4 separate regions of the Mus musculus genome follow, and all the other regions are linked to region 1. The links are chromatin contacts, called in public HiChIP or PLAC-seq maps. All regions are on one chromosome and are shown on one strand. The core of a region is the stretch at or near the end of the contact, and the rest is flanking DNA. Distances in the headings are between cores, read along the strand shown. Region 1 has its middle 21 kb from the start of D130051D11Rik. Region 2 overlaps Gramd4 (GRAM domain containing 4). Region 3 overlaps Fbln1 (fibulin 1). Region 4 holds the start of Atxn10 (ataxin 10).

Region 1 (2,737 bases), core at 102-2,601:
AGGATAGTCTCAGCTCAAGGCTGGGTGACGAATGAAGGTCTGGAGTCTAGGGCCTGGTCTTCCTTTCAGCCACCAAAAAGGGCTCATTTTGTGCCTTGGGCAGGTCGCCCAGGCAAGGAGGCCACTGGCGGCCATTCTCCAGGACCTCCTCCCGTCTGCAAGAAGCATTACCTCATCGGGAAGCCATTCCGGAAAAGAGCTGCAAGAGTTCCATGAGTGGGGATGAAGAGGGCTTTCCAAGAGCCTCCTGGCCACCCAGGAGCCCAGCCAGGGTGGACAGCACATCCCAGTTTCTGTCCAGTGACCGCTACAGGGAGGTGACAAGACTGAATTGGACTGAGCAGATAGGAGGAACGGTCCTGCCTGAAGCCAGCAGCTTCCGGGAGGGCAGAGCAGATATTTCAAGAGCTGGAACAAAATGGCCAGACGTGAGGGAGGCCGGAGAAATGAAGGGCAGAGTTGCCAAGCCCTGACCCTCTCCAGCCCATGTCCCCTCCTGCAAAATACAGAAGCATTAGGCACACTGAGATGTACCCTGCTGTCAAATGGCACCCGTCCAGAAGCATTGGGCTTCTCGATGACTTGATCAGCCACATGATCGGGAAACTGTAAGGACAGCTTGGGGTGGGGGGATGCACTAAAGGTGACCAGGAGAGCTCCCTAGCCGTTGACCCAGTGACAGTATTAGAGAGCACTCTTGGAGCCTTGATTTTCTCATCTGGAGAATGGAGCAATTAAGCTTCCCGTCCAAAAGACGTCTGAGAACACAGGCACTGACAAACTGGTGCTTTTGGGGCCACATCGGTGGGTCCTCCCCTGCCTGGGCCAGGGGACCCCTCCTAAGATGAGCACACACTTCTCACCTTGCCCCAGAGGGAGTGAAACGCTGTCCTCCAACTCCACCCACCCAACCACAGAGTTGCCCGGGCTCACTATCTTTTCCCAAATCCTACCTGGAGAATATCCATGCACCCTGAAAATAAATAGAGAAGAAACTGGCCCTGTCCGGATTACACTGAGACCCATTGAGGGAGCCTGTGGACACAGGTCCAAGGTCAGGCCCATCACATGCGGAGCTGTTCTGGCTACTTATTAGAGAAAAACCTAGGACACACCAGCAGGCAGGAAGTGTCGTTGGGGACAAGAATTAGATGTTTTGAGCCTGGGGCGTCAGACTGATCTTATTGAATGATTGGAGATTCCAAAAGGACAGGAGAAAACCAGAGGCTGGGCAGAAGGCTTTTTGTTTGTTTGTTTCATTGATTGATTTTTGTCTGCATTTATATCTGTGCATCATGGATGTGCAGTGTCCATAGTGACCAGAAGAGGGCACCAGATACCCTGGAACTGAGGCAAAGGCAATTGTGAGCTAGCACATAGGGGCTGAGAATTGAACCTGGGTCCTCTGGAACAACTCGTAACTGTCGCTCCATCTCTCCAGCCCCCCAGCAGTTTTAAGACAGCTGAGGAGCTCTTGAGGGAGCCCACACCCTTCCTCCTGTGCACAGAAAGTCCTGCCAGAGCAGGGCAGAGGTGCTAGGTAAAGGGCTTCCCTGCAGGCAGCAAGCAGACAACCGCCTGGGTGTTAAGGATGGCCGAGCTGACCCCAGGATCTGTGTGACCCCAGGGCCCCTGAAACCCTTGGCTGTCTCTGCACCCAGCCTAGCTAGTGAGGGGGCGGGACAGGGGCAGCTGGTACAGGGCCAGTACAGCAGGAGGTCTGAAGAGACTGAGAAAGCAACTGGGCAGAGAGCGGGGCTGGGCAAGACAGGTGGCCTGTGCTGTTTCCATGGCTCCCGGGCTCTGCCTGCCCAGCTCAGCCTGGGAAAAACAAGCTGGGCACAGAGCAAACAGTGCCTGTGGCCACTAGGACAAAGGCAGGGCTGTTTAGGTGCTTGCGGCAGCCAAAGGGCCTCCTTGGCGGAACATCGGTTTAGACTAGGCCAGTCAGGGTTGAGCTGCCACACCCTGCAGTGTCCGGGCTCTTAACCTCTGGGGTGCAAGCTGGTACTGTGGCTGGAGGCTGGAGGAGGGGGGAAGGAAGAGGGTCAGCAGCACCCTAGATATGTACTCTGGCATCATGGTCTCTCATCTGGGTTTTCAGGGCACTAAGAACAGCAGGATGCCCGTCTAAGTCCCTGGGCAAGCAGCCCCACAGCAACCCAAGAGTCCCTCCACCACCCCCAGGGGCGTCGCAGAGAGTGTGGGAAATGCACTTTTTGCTGCCACTGGGACAGATGCAGCTTTGGCCACAAGCCAACTGAGCTGGAAGTGCCAGCCAGAGTGCTAGAGAACAGGCCTGACCCTGAGCTGGAAGGAAGCACCCTTCGCCAAGACAGCACTCCCAACATCCTGTAGTACTGTACCCCGGCTGCCCTCAGATAGACATTCTGCACTGGCTAGAGCGCCATTCTTCTGACGGCTTGAATCCCCTCCCACAAGAGAGCCCAGCTTGTATGTGGACACCTGTGCTTCGGGGGCCAGCTTGTAGGAAGACGGGGACAAGTAGGGACTCATTCACAGAAGGGTCTCAGCAGCAGGCTGGTTTATGAGTAACTAAGGCCTTCCTGGGATACAGAGAGGCTGACCCTATGTCATCTCATTTCAGCAGGGAACATGTAGCCAAATGACACTCAGGCCAGTTGAGTGTGGAAGATATACAAAGGGTTAGGGACTGGACTGGGCCCTTTTAAAAAGGGGTCTATATTTGAGGAGCAAGGGGGCATCAGACAGCAGC
Region 2 (2,737 bases), core at 107-2,606, 470 kb after region 1:
CGAAAGCTGAGCCCTAGTGCTGGTCATGGGGCTGAGGTTCTTGCCGGCCTGTCCAACCATTTAATGGGTCAGTAACTCCCAGGACTCTTGTGGGAGTTCTTTCTCTTCACAGATGCATTGATCTAGGATGGAAGGTATGTATAGCTACCTGTTTCCGCTGGGTTTTGTAAATGCTTGTTGGCACACAACCATGCCTGTTGGCATTGTGTCAGGCAGTTGGACAGGGACTAGATGGCCCCCATCCCACGTGGCCAACGGGCTTCCCGTAGCACCATCTGCGGAGCCCTGTCCCCGCAGCAGGCTGCATGCTTTCAGATCAAGGATGGTGCCACATTGTGCTTTCTGGAATGTGGGCCGGGGCCATGGCAGGGAGACAGGTTGTATCCGGGAACTGCAGAGGGCTTCTCCTTGCCAATGTCCCATGGGTTCCATGCGTCCTGGCTGCTCTGAGGATGGCTGGAGCTGGGGAAAGGGTGCTTTGCCAGTGAGGAGTTCTTGCGTGGGTTTCTCGTTGCTGAGCAGTCACTTATGTAATAGAGGGTTTTGCTCAGTTACCTGCTGGAATACAGGGTTTTCCCTGCAAGCTTCGTTTTCTTAAATGAAGCTGTGTGTGGCTACTCTGTTAGATTCCCCACTCAGTCTCAAAGGCAGAGGGTCCTGCGGGCTAAATTACACTGTGAAGGACGGCTGGGCTCGGAGCTCTGGAGTATGTTGGAATCAATGTGTATTGCTGCTGTCTTACCTCTTACCCTGCCTGCCTTCCCAGGCCTCATTTTCCCCCAACTATCAGTCAGATCAGCAGTAGCAACCCTCAGTGGTGACCGGAACTAAGGGAGACCTGGTATGTGTTGCGGGTAGGATGGGGATGGGTGGTTGCAGAGCTTGTTCCATTTCTCATCGATTAAGAAAGGGGCCAACAAATGAGGTGGTGGCCTGCTGGCTTGAGGATAGAAGTCCTGGAGTGACTCTGCTTGTCAACAACATTCCAACCGTGACTGCTTTGCTGACATTGCCAGTGAGGGTTGTGGTCACCGCAGGTCCGAGGAAGGAGGTTCTCTCTGTTTCAGGAACTGTAGGGGCCTGGGGGAGGTGCTGGGATCTCTAAGTGTGCTGTAGTCATGGTGCATCTGTCTGGGGTTCTGTGGAGTGAGCCTGGACAGAGGCCAGGTCACCTGGAGATGGCCTTCATGTGGGCAGGGATTGAATATATTCGAGGCAGCCAGGACTGGTTGGCTCTAGGAACTCACTTCAGCCTTAAACCTGAAGAGCTACTGAGGGACCCGGTGACAGAGTGCAGAGGGTTTCCTGCAGGAGGGGACAAAGACCTTGGTGGCTTGTGGCTGGCTGGAGAAGCTTTGCTTCCTTAAAATGGCCCCCTGCTCCCTGCCCTCAAACACAGTTATACTTTGAGTGTCAGAATCCCTCTGTCCTGATGCCTGGTCTGTGTCTCCTCCCCTCCCCCCTACCAAGGCTGCTCGGAAGCTCCTGGAGACACTTAGTATAGTCTCAGAACCACCTCTTCTCTCTTCCATCCCCTGCTAGATGGGAGGGCCACCGTAGTGCCCAGTGGCTTTGTGACGGAGATTTACGGGGGGAGCTAAAGATACTTGTGTCTCCTCCTGGAAAGTAGATCTTTGTCTTTGCTACTTACTGTCCCTACTGGTGCTGGGGTCCTTCTGGTGCTGGGTCAGGTCACCCTCTACAGCCATGTAAGTTAGGGACTCACTATATCTTCTAGCAGAAGAACCGAGGGCATGGGGAAGTCGTGTGACTGAAATCACACAGCCAAGGTTGCGGGCTTCAGGCTGTCCCTGCCACCTCACCACATGGCTGGGGCCAATCCAGTAGAAGGTGATCAAACCTAGCTTCTGTTTGCCCACTGCTAGGGGATTTGCAGACGTGGCCCTGTCCCTACATTGGTACTGGAGGCACAGGATGGTAAGATTCATCCCTGATCCTCAAGAAGCAGCATAAGCATAATTCTGTCTTAGCCACTTTTTATTTTCTGTGACAAACGCCATGATCAAAGGAACTCATGAAAGAAAACATTGTATTTGGAGCTCCTGGTTTTAGAGGGTTGGTTCATGAGCATCATGGTGGGGGAACATGGCAGCTGGCAGGCAGGATGGCCTTGAAGCAGGAGCTGAGAGCGTACGTCTTGATCCTAGGTAGTGAGAGCTAACTGTGAATAGTGTGCTTGTGTGTGTGTGTGTTGTTTTGTTTTAGGTGTTTTGTTTTTTTTGAGACAGGGTCTCACTATGTAGCTCTGTCTGTCCTGGAACTCAGTATGTAAACCAGGCTGGCTTCGAACTCACAGAGATCCCAAGTGCTGGGATAAAAGGCATGCACCACCACCTCTACATGTTACGGGCTTTTGAAATCTCAACCCCTGCCCACAGTGACGCATCTCCTACAACACAGCCAGCTTAACATTCAGGGCCCCCAGTTGCCCAGGTTACAGGACCATGGTGTGGACCTAGGGTGCAGGAGGTGGCTCCCAGGTGCCCCTAGAGCTTTGGCAGACCTGGACACTCTCAGGTCTGAGCCAACATCCCAGACCTGGTACTGCAGAGACAGTGGCCAGAGGGGAGCGTACAGACAGGATTTTTGGTAATACCTTAGGCCCTGGGGATGCTTATTGGTCTAGGGAGATGGGTTGGTTGGTAGCTTTGTATGTGTGTGTGTGTGTGTGTGTGTGTGTGTGTGTGTGTGTGTGTGTTAGGGTGCTTGTGTCTGC
Region 3 (2,737 bases), core at 129-2,628, 380 kb before region 1:
CCTTGATGTGTAAGGTCACATGACAAACAGTGATGTGTAAGGTCACATGACAAACAGTAGTGGAGGGAGGACTTGGCCTTTTTGAGTCTTGGCCAGTGTGAGCCAGTGGCTGGGTGCATCTGTGTTCAGGTGGCAGGCTCTTCCTCAGAGGGCTGTGGGACCACAGAAGCAGTTCTGTTGGCCAGCTCTACCTGTCCCCATTGACTACAGCCACCTGTGCTTGAAGCCCTGAGGGCCATGGCTCTGTGATATAGGAATTTCTTGTTGTTTTTAATTTATATTTCTGAGTATGAGTGTTTCCTGCATATATGTATACCGTGTGCCCTCCATGGTCAGAAGAGTTCTCTTAGAGGACAGAGGAGGGAATTGGAGCCCCAGGAACTGGAACTACTGGTGGCCGTGAGCCAAGTGTGGGAGCTAGGAACGGAACCCAGGTCCTCTGCAAGAAAGATGTGTTTTTAACCGCTGAGCCATCTCTCCAGCCCCGACCCCCTGGTTCTTTCATCCGCTCTCTTACACTGTGAGCTCCTGAGTCGTGCAGGAAGCCCTGAGAAGCTGCAGGCAATCCGTGCACTATGCTTGCTGGGAATTTTACCTCATTCACATCTCTCTTGAGCTTTAGACTCACCGACTACGATAACTAATTCAGGCTGTGTGTTGGGAGAGCTTACCTGCCCCTTCATGTGAGGGTACATTTACCAAAGTTGAACGAGTGTGGTGTGCTCGGATGTGTCCGGTCCTGACAGGAGGAGCAGGTGCTTGTGTCATCTTGTGTCATCTCTCTACCCCTAGCTAAGATTCCTGACGAGGAGGACCAAGAAGACCCGTACCTGAATGACCGCTGTCGAGGTGAGATGTTGGGATCTGTGGGAGTCCTTTGGTAGGTAGCTATGAAAGCCCAGGGGATAGTGTTGACTTCTGCTAAGACTCAGCTGGAAAGTACTTCTGTTCTTGGGGCCCTTGGGGCTCCCTGTTTCTTCCACCCTTGAGTGCTCAGAGCCGGGGGGATCTGTCGGGGACAGTGGCTTATGGAGGCAGGACTGGTGTGAGCACTCCAGTGCCAGCAAGCTCCTGGGCTCTGTGGGTGATGATACTTCTCCAAGGCTGCGATGCCCCAGGAGAGTAGCTATTTCTTATCTGTGTGTCCCTGGAGCCCCGCTTGTCCCTGTAGAGTCATGGTCTCTTAGGAGACCTTTGCACTTACGTTAGAGTGACCACGCAGTGCAGCCTTTTCTAACTAAATTCTTTTTCTTCAAGAACATTCTGGCTCATCTAACCTGACCGTTCTGTTGCAGCTCCACCCAAAGGGTTCACTCTGCGACTGGGTGTTAGGTATGCAGGCAGCTTAATCACAAAGTGATAGCGCCAGCACTCAGTGTCAACCTGCGCTGAGGCCAGGAGGGAGGGGAGAGGGAGATAAGGAGTTCCCAGGAAGCTTGGAGTGAGCCCTCTCTGGGTGGCCACAGATGATTTCTGCGAGAGTGACAGCCGGTGTGACAACTTAGGAGGATCCATTAGCCACCATCGCTGTAAGGCCTGCGTGCCCCTGATAGCCAGCCAGGCTGTGGCAAAGGAAACACAGATCATCCCAGTGGGGTTACACTCGAAGTATCCCGTGTGAGTCACAGGGGAGGTGCCAGGCAGGGAGAGGCTGTACCCACAATTGTCACAGCACCGGACATGGACATGGGCAAGCTAGCAGGAATGGGCAGCTGGAAACCCTTGAGAGTTACATGGGCTCTGATAGAGCCCTGCCTCCAGGTGGAGCCTGTTCCCCCCAGGCCTCTTGTTGACCACGAGCAGTATGCCTCCCCAGGTCCACTCTAACCACAGAAGCAACACAAGGTTCCTAACTTGTCAGACCTCTGCTGCCTTCAGAGGCCCCGGAGACGCTCAGAGCCGAGGCTTGGGAGTGTCCCAAGGACCACACGTGGCTGTGGCAAGGAGCCTGTTTTCTGTGTCCGTGCATCCTGGAAGGGTCTCTGAAGGTCGCTCAGTCTGTTCACTAGCTCCCATGGACTCTGGTTGCAGGTGGCGGGCCCTGTAAGCAGCAGTGCCGTGACACTGGGGACGAGGTGATCTGCTCTTGCTTTGTGGGCTACCAGCTGCAGTCGGATGGTGTCTCCTGCGAAGGTAACATCTGAGAGCTAGCCCCTGTGCTTCGGAGCCTCTGCTGAGCAGGCCTGCGTGGCACAACCTTTGTTCCATTCCTGGAACACAGCTGGGACCTGCGTGCTGCCTGGACAAGGCTGTCTTCTAGAAGACTATAGATACAGTGTGGGCAAAGGGCTGCATTGGGGTTCACCTGGGTTCAGGATCTGCCGTGAGGCCTTGGGTAGATCTTTCTTTCTGCCTTTCCCGTTGTCTAAGAGATGGGGATGATGCATGCGACCTCCTTTGTGGGAGTCTTGTAGACGCCATGATTCTAGGGTCTGGCCCTTACTCAAAGAGATCTGAAACTTAACAGAGCTTGATTTGGTGTCTGCCCCTCTCCAGATGTGCCCACAGCAAGACTCAGCTCAGTTTGATTGGGCAACTTGATGAATGCAGGAAGCCAGATCCACCATGGCTTCTGGGACATTCCTTCTGCTCAAGCTTAAGGCTTGGTTGTTCTTGCTGGTTACTTCTGCATCGCCTTAATCTCTCTAGATATCAATGAATGCATCACAGGCAGCCATAACTGCCGGCTGGGAGAATCCTGCATCAATACAGTGGGCTCTTTCCGCTGCCAGCGGGA
Region 4 (2,737 bases), core at 115-2,614, 280 kb before region 1:
AGATGTAGAATTCTCAGCTCTTCCAGCGCCATGTCTGCCCGCAGGCTGCCATGCTTCCTGCCATGCTGATAATGGACTGAACCTCTGAAACTGTGTGAATTAATCCCAAATAAATAATTTCTTTGTAAGAGTTGCCTTGGTCATGGTGTCTCTTCACAGTAATAAAAATCTAGGATACCTACATACACATGTTGGGAAATAAACTCAGGTCTCCTGGAAGATAGAGTACTCTTAATGTCTGAGCAAGCTCTTCAGCCCCAATATGGGGATATTCCTGATAAGCACCCACTCTCTTCCCCGGGTCCCCTATAGTATTAATTGACAAGGTTCTAGAATCACCAGAGACAACCCTCTGGGCATGTTTGTGAAGAACTGTCTAGATGAGGTTAGTGTGTGGAAATCTGCCCCCAGTGTGGGTGATAGCATTCCATGGTCTAGATTAAAAAAAAAAAAAGTCAAAGCCAGCTGTCTGTTTTCTGGCTTAATAGATGCAATGTGACAAGCTGCCTAAAGCCCTGTGTCACAAGTCCCCACCACGTGGGCCTGTACTCTCAACCTGTGAGCCAAAAGAAACCTATCCTTTGTAAAATTGCTTCTATCACATATTTTGATATTGCAACAAGAAAGGAATACACCTCTTAGGGAGGTACTTCTTCTCAGCCTTCTCTCTGTGGGAAGCCTCCTTCCTGGAGTCTTGGGAAAGACTTCTTTCCCAAGGGGGCATTTTTGATCAGCGTCCCCTTCCCATGAGGAGCCTCTATCCAAGGTCTTCCTCCATGGCTTGAGGTATCCAGCATCTTTTCCCTATGTGGGAATCTCCGATTCAGGTCTCCCTCAGTGGAACACCTCAACCTCGCATTCCCTCCCCTGGAGTCTCCATTTCAGGTTTTCCTGCAATAGAACTGGTTGGCCTAGCAACACATGCCCTGAGGGTAAGTCTCCTCTGCAGGTCCCCTCCCATGGTGACACCTCTGGCCTGTATCCCTGCTCTTCCTCTCAGGGGCCTCCTTTCCAGGTCTCCTTAGGGACAACATCCATTATTCTGGGGGCGCTGCTTCGGCCTGGTATCTCTTCCCCAGAGGGAAACCTCTGCATGAGTGGACCCCCACCAATGGTGGCCCTTGCTCATGGAAAGCATCTGTCCCTGATAAGACACTCATTCTCTAGGACACTCTACAGGCCACCCCCCCCCCCCCACCCCGACCCCTTCATCTCAGTATTCTGTCCTCTGACGGGGTCTTTACTCCACGTCTCCCCACCGTGGGGACCGAAGACCTCCCCCATCCCACCCTACGCAGGAGCAGGACTTCCGCTGCGCCCCCTCCCCTCAGGCGGGACTTCCGCCCCGCCCCCTCCCCCTCCCCCTGCCGCGTCGCCTTGTCCTCTTCGCCTGAGGCAAGCCAGCTAGTCTCGCGCTCTCTGCCTTGCAGCACCACGGGATCTGGGTGACGCGGGCTGCGGAAGCCAGAGCCGTGCAGACCGCGTCTCCATCTCCTCGCCTGTCGTCTGTCTCCCCCACTTCTCTTCGCTCTGCTCTCCGCCTGGTCAGGCTCGGCCCCAGAGCGAGTGGCAAGATGGCGGCGCCCAGGATGCCACCCTCCCGGCTGTCGGGCATCATGGTGCCCGCACCCATCCAGGACCTGGAGGCCTTGCGCGCGCTCACGGCGCTCTTCAAGGAGCAGCGTAACCGGTAACTGCGCGGGGGCTGCCACCTAGGAAGGAGGAAGAGGAACCATGGAGGGCTCTGGGCTGGGCTGGGCTTGACTGGGCTGGGCTGGGCAGCGGCGAGCGAGGCGGGGCGGCGGGCTCCATCAGCTCGGCCCACGCTCAGGTTGTGGCTCTGTGGCGCTCGCCTAGGCCTGCTCTGGGACGAGGGTTTGGCCAGGCTCTAAGAGGGGCAGACGATGGCGACACTGGTCCCCAAGCCGGCGGCGGGGAAGCTGTTGGTTCGGCTCCTCTGGCGGGGCCCTGAGGGCGGTGGCCAGGGAAGGGAGGCGTGTTCGGGCTCGCTTCTCCCTCTGGGTTAGAGGGCGTTCTGTCCAGGAGCCTGCAGAGCTGGCCTGGCTTCGTGACATCTGCTCAGCATCGCCTCTAACCCTTCTGTTTCTAGCCTTACAAAATGGGAGCTGTGGTGCGTTGTTTTCAGTGCTGAGATGAAATAAACGTGTTTAAACAGAAGTGTGCGAGGCTGTCAGTTCCTGATGGATTTTTGTGGTATGGTTTGCGCTGCAGTTTCCTTGTCTGTTTAATGGAAACAAGGTTCGCTGGGACCTCCTTGGTTGAGTTGACAGTGAGGGTTTAATGAGACGATGCGTGTTACATCCTTAGGCCATGCCTGACACTTAGTACTAAACACCATTGGTGTTTTCTCTTAACAGTAATGGTCTCCCCTGGACCAAGTCTTGGGAGAGGACCCGGAGCCCTTGGTCTCTCCTGTAGAGAGATAACAAGCAGGCCTAGAGTGTGGACAAAGGGCAGAGAACGCGGTGGGGGTGGGGGTGGGGGAAGCACGTAGGCTCAGTGGTCACAGGAACGTTTTCTAAAAATAGGTAGCCGCCAGACATGTCACGTGGCTCAGCCCTGCAGTTCCAGCATTCAGGAAGCAGAGGCAGGTGGATCTCTTGAGTTTGAGGCTGGACCAGTCAGCATTGTGACATCCTCTGTATCTCAAAAACAAATAAACCCGGGCTGGAGAGATGGCTCAGCAGGTAAGAGCACCGACTGCTCTTCCAAAGGT

What was found. HiChIP or PLAC-seq counts read pairs in DNA pulled down with a chosen protein or histone mark.
Region 2: a FOXA1 HiChIP or PLAC-seq map of pancreatic cancer cells shows a contact between it and region 1. The contact joins two enhancer-like sites. A contact is called at or near these places in 1 of 484 Hi-C or Micro-C datasets (uterus) and 1 of 115 datasets of contacts at active chromatin or transcription factors (pancreatic cancer cells).
Region 3: a contact with region 1 is called in a FOXA1 HiChIP or PLAC-seq map of pancreatic cancer cells. The contact joins two enhancer-like sites. A contact is called at or near these places in 2 of 115 datasets of contacts at active chromatin or transcription factors (embryonic stem cells and pancreatic cancer cells) and 1 of 9 other capture datasets (embryonic stem cells).
Region 4: an HNF4G HiChIP or PLAC-seq map of pancreatic cancer cells shows a contact between it and region 1. The contact joins the promoter of Atxn10 here to the enhancer-like site in region 1. A contact is called at or near these places in 4 of 115 datasets of contacts at active chromatin or transcription factors (bone marrow-derived macrophages, embryonic basal ganglia, large pre-B cells and 1 more).

What each region holds. Positions count from the first base shown.
Region 1 is chr15:85,611,785-85,614,521 of GRCm38.p6, forward strand. No RefSeq gene overlaps it. Among named protein-coding and RNA genes, the nearest start is that of D130051D11Rik, 21 kb to the right of the region's middle. Within about 2 kb of position 1,352, at least 118 of the 459 cell types and tissues checked have an H3K27ac peak or open chromatin away from gene starts, as enhancers often do. A contact at or near this core is called in embryonic basal ganglia and pancreatic cancer cells, where this site is marked.
Region 2 is chr15:86,082,400-86,085,136 of GRCm38.p6, forward strand. The region is part of intron 1 of Gramd4 (GRAM domain containing 4); the gene reads left to right. Among named protein-coding and RNA genes, the nearest start is that of Gm15722, 7.5 kb to the right of the region's middle. Within about 2 kb of position 1,357, at least 58 of the 459 cell types and tissues checked have an H3K27ac peak or open chromatin away from gene starts, as enhancers often do. A contact at or near this core is called in pancreatic cancer cells, where this site is marked.
Region 3 is chr15:85,228,768-85,231,504 of GRCm38.p6, forward strand. It overlaps Fbln1 (fibulin 1), which reads left to right. Exons shown (of 17, transcript NM_010180.2): 5 at 793-849; 6 at 2,032-2,133; 7 at 2,650-2,737. Among named protein-coding and RNA genes, the nearest start is that of Fbln1, 24 kb to the left of the region's middle. Within about 2 kb of position 1,379, at least 65 of the 459 cell types and tissues checked have an H3K27ac peak or open chromatin away from gene starts, as enhancers often do. A contact at or near this core is called in pancreatic cancer cells, where this site is marked.
Region 4 is chr15:85,334,891-85,337,627 of GRCm38.p6, forward strand. It overlaps Atxn10 (ataxin 10), which reads left to right and starts at 1,365. Exons shown (of 12, transcript NM_016843.4): 1 at 1,365-1,690. The coding sequence starts at 1,575.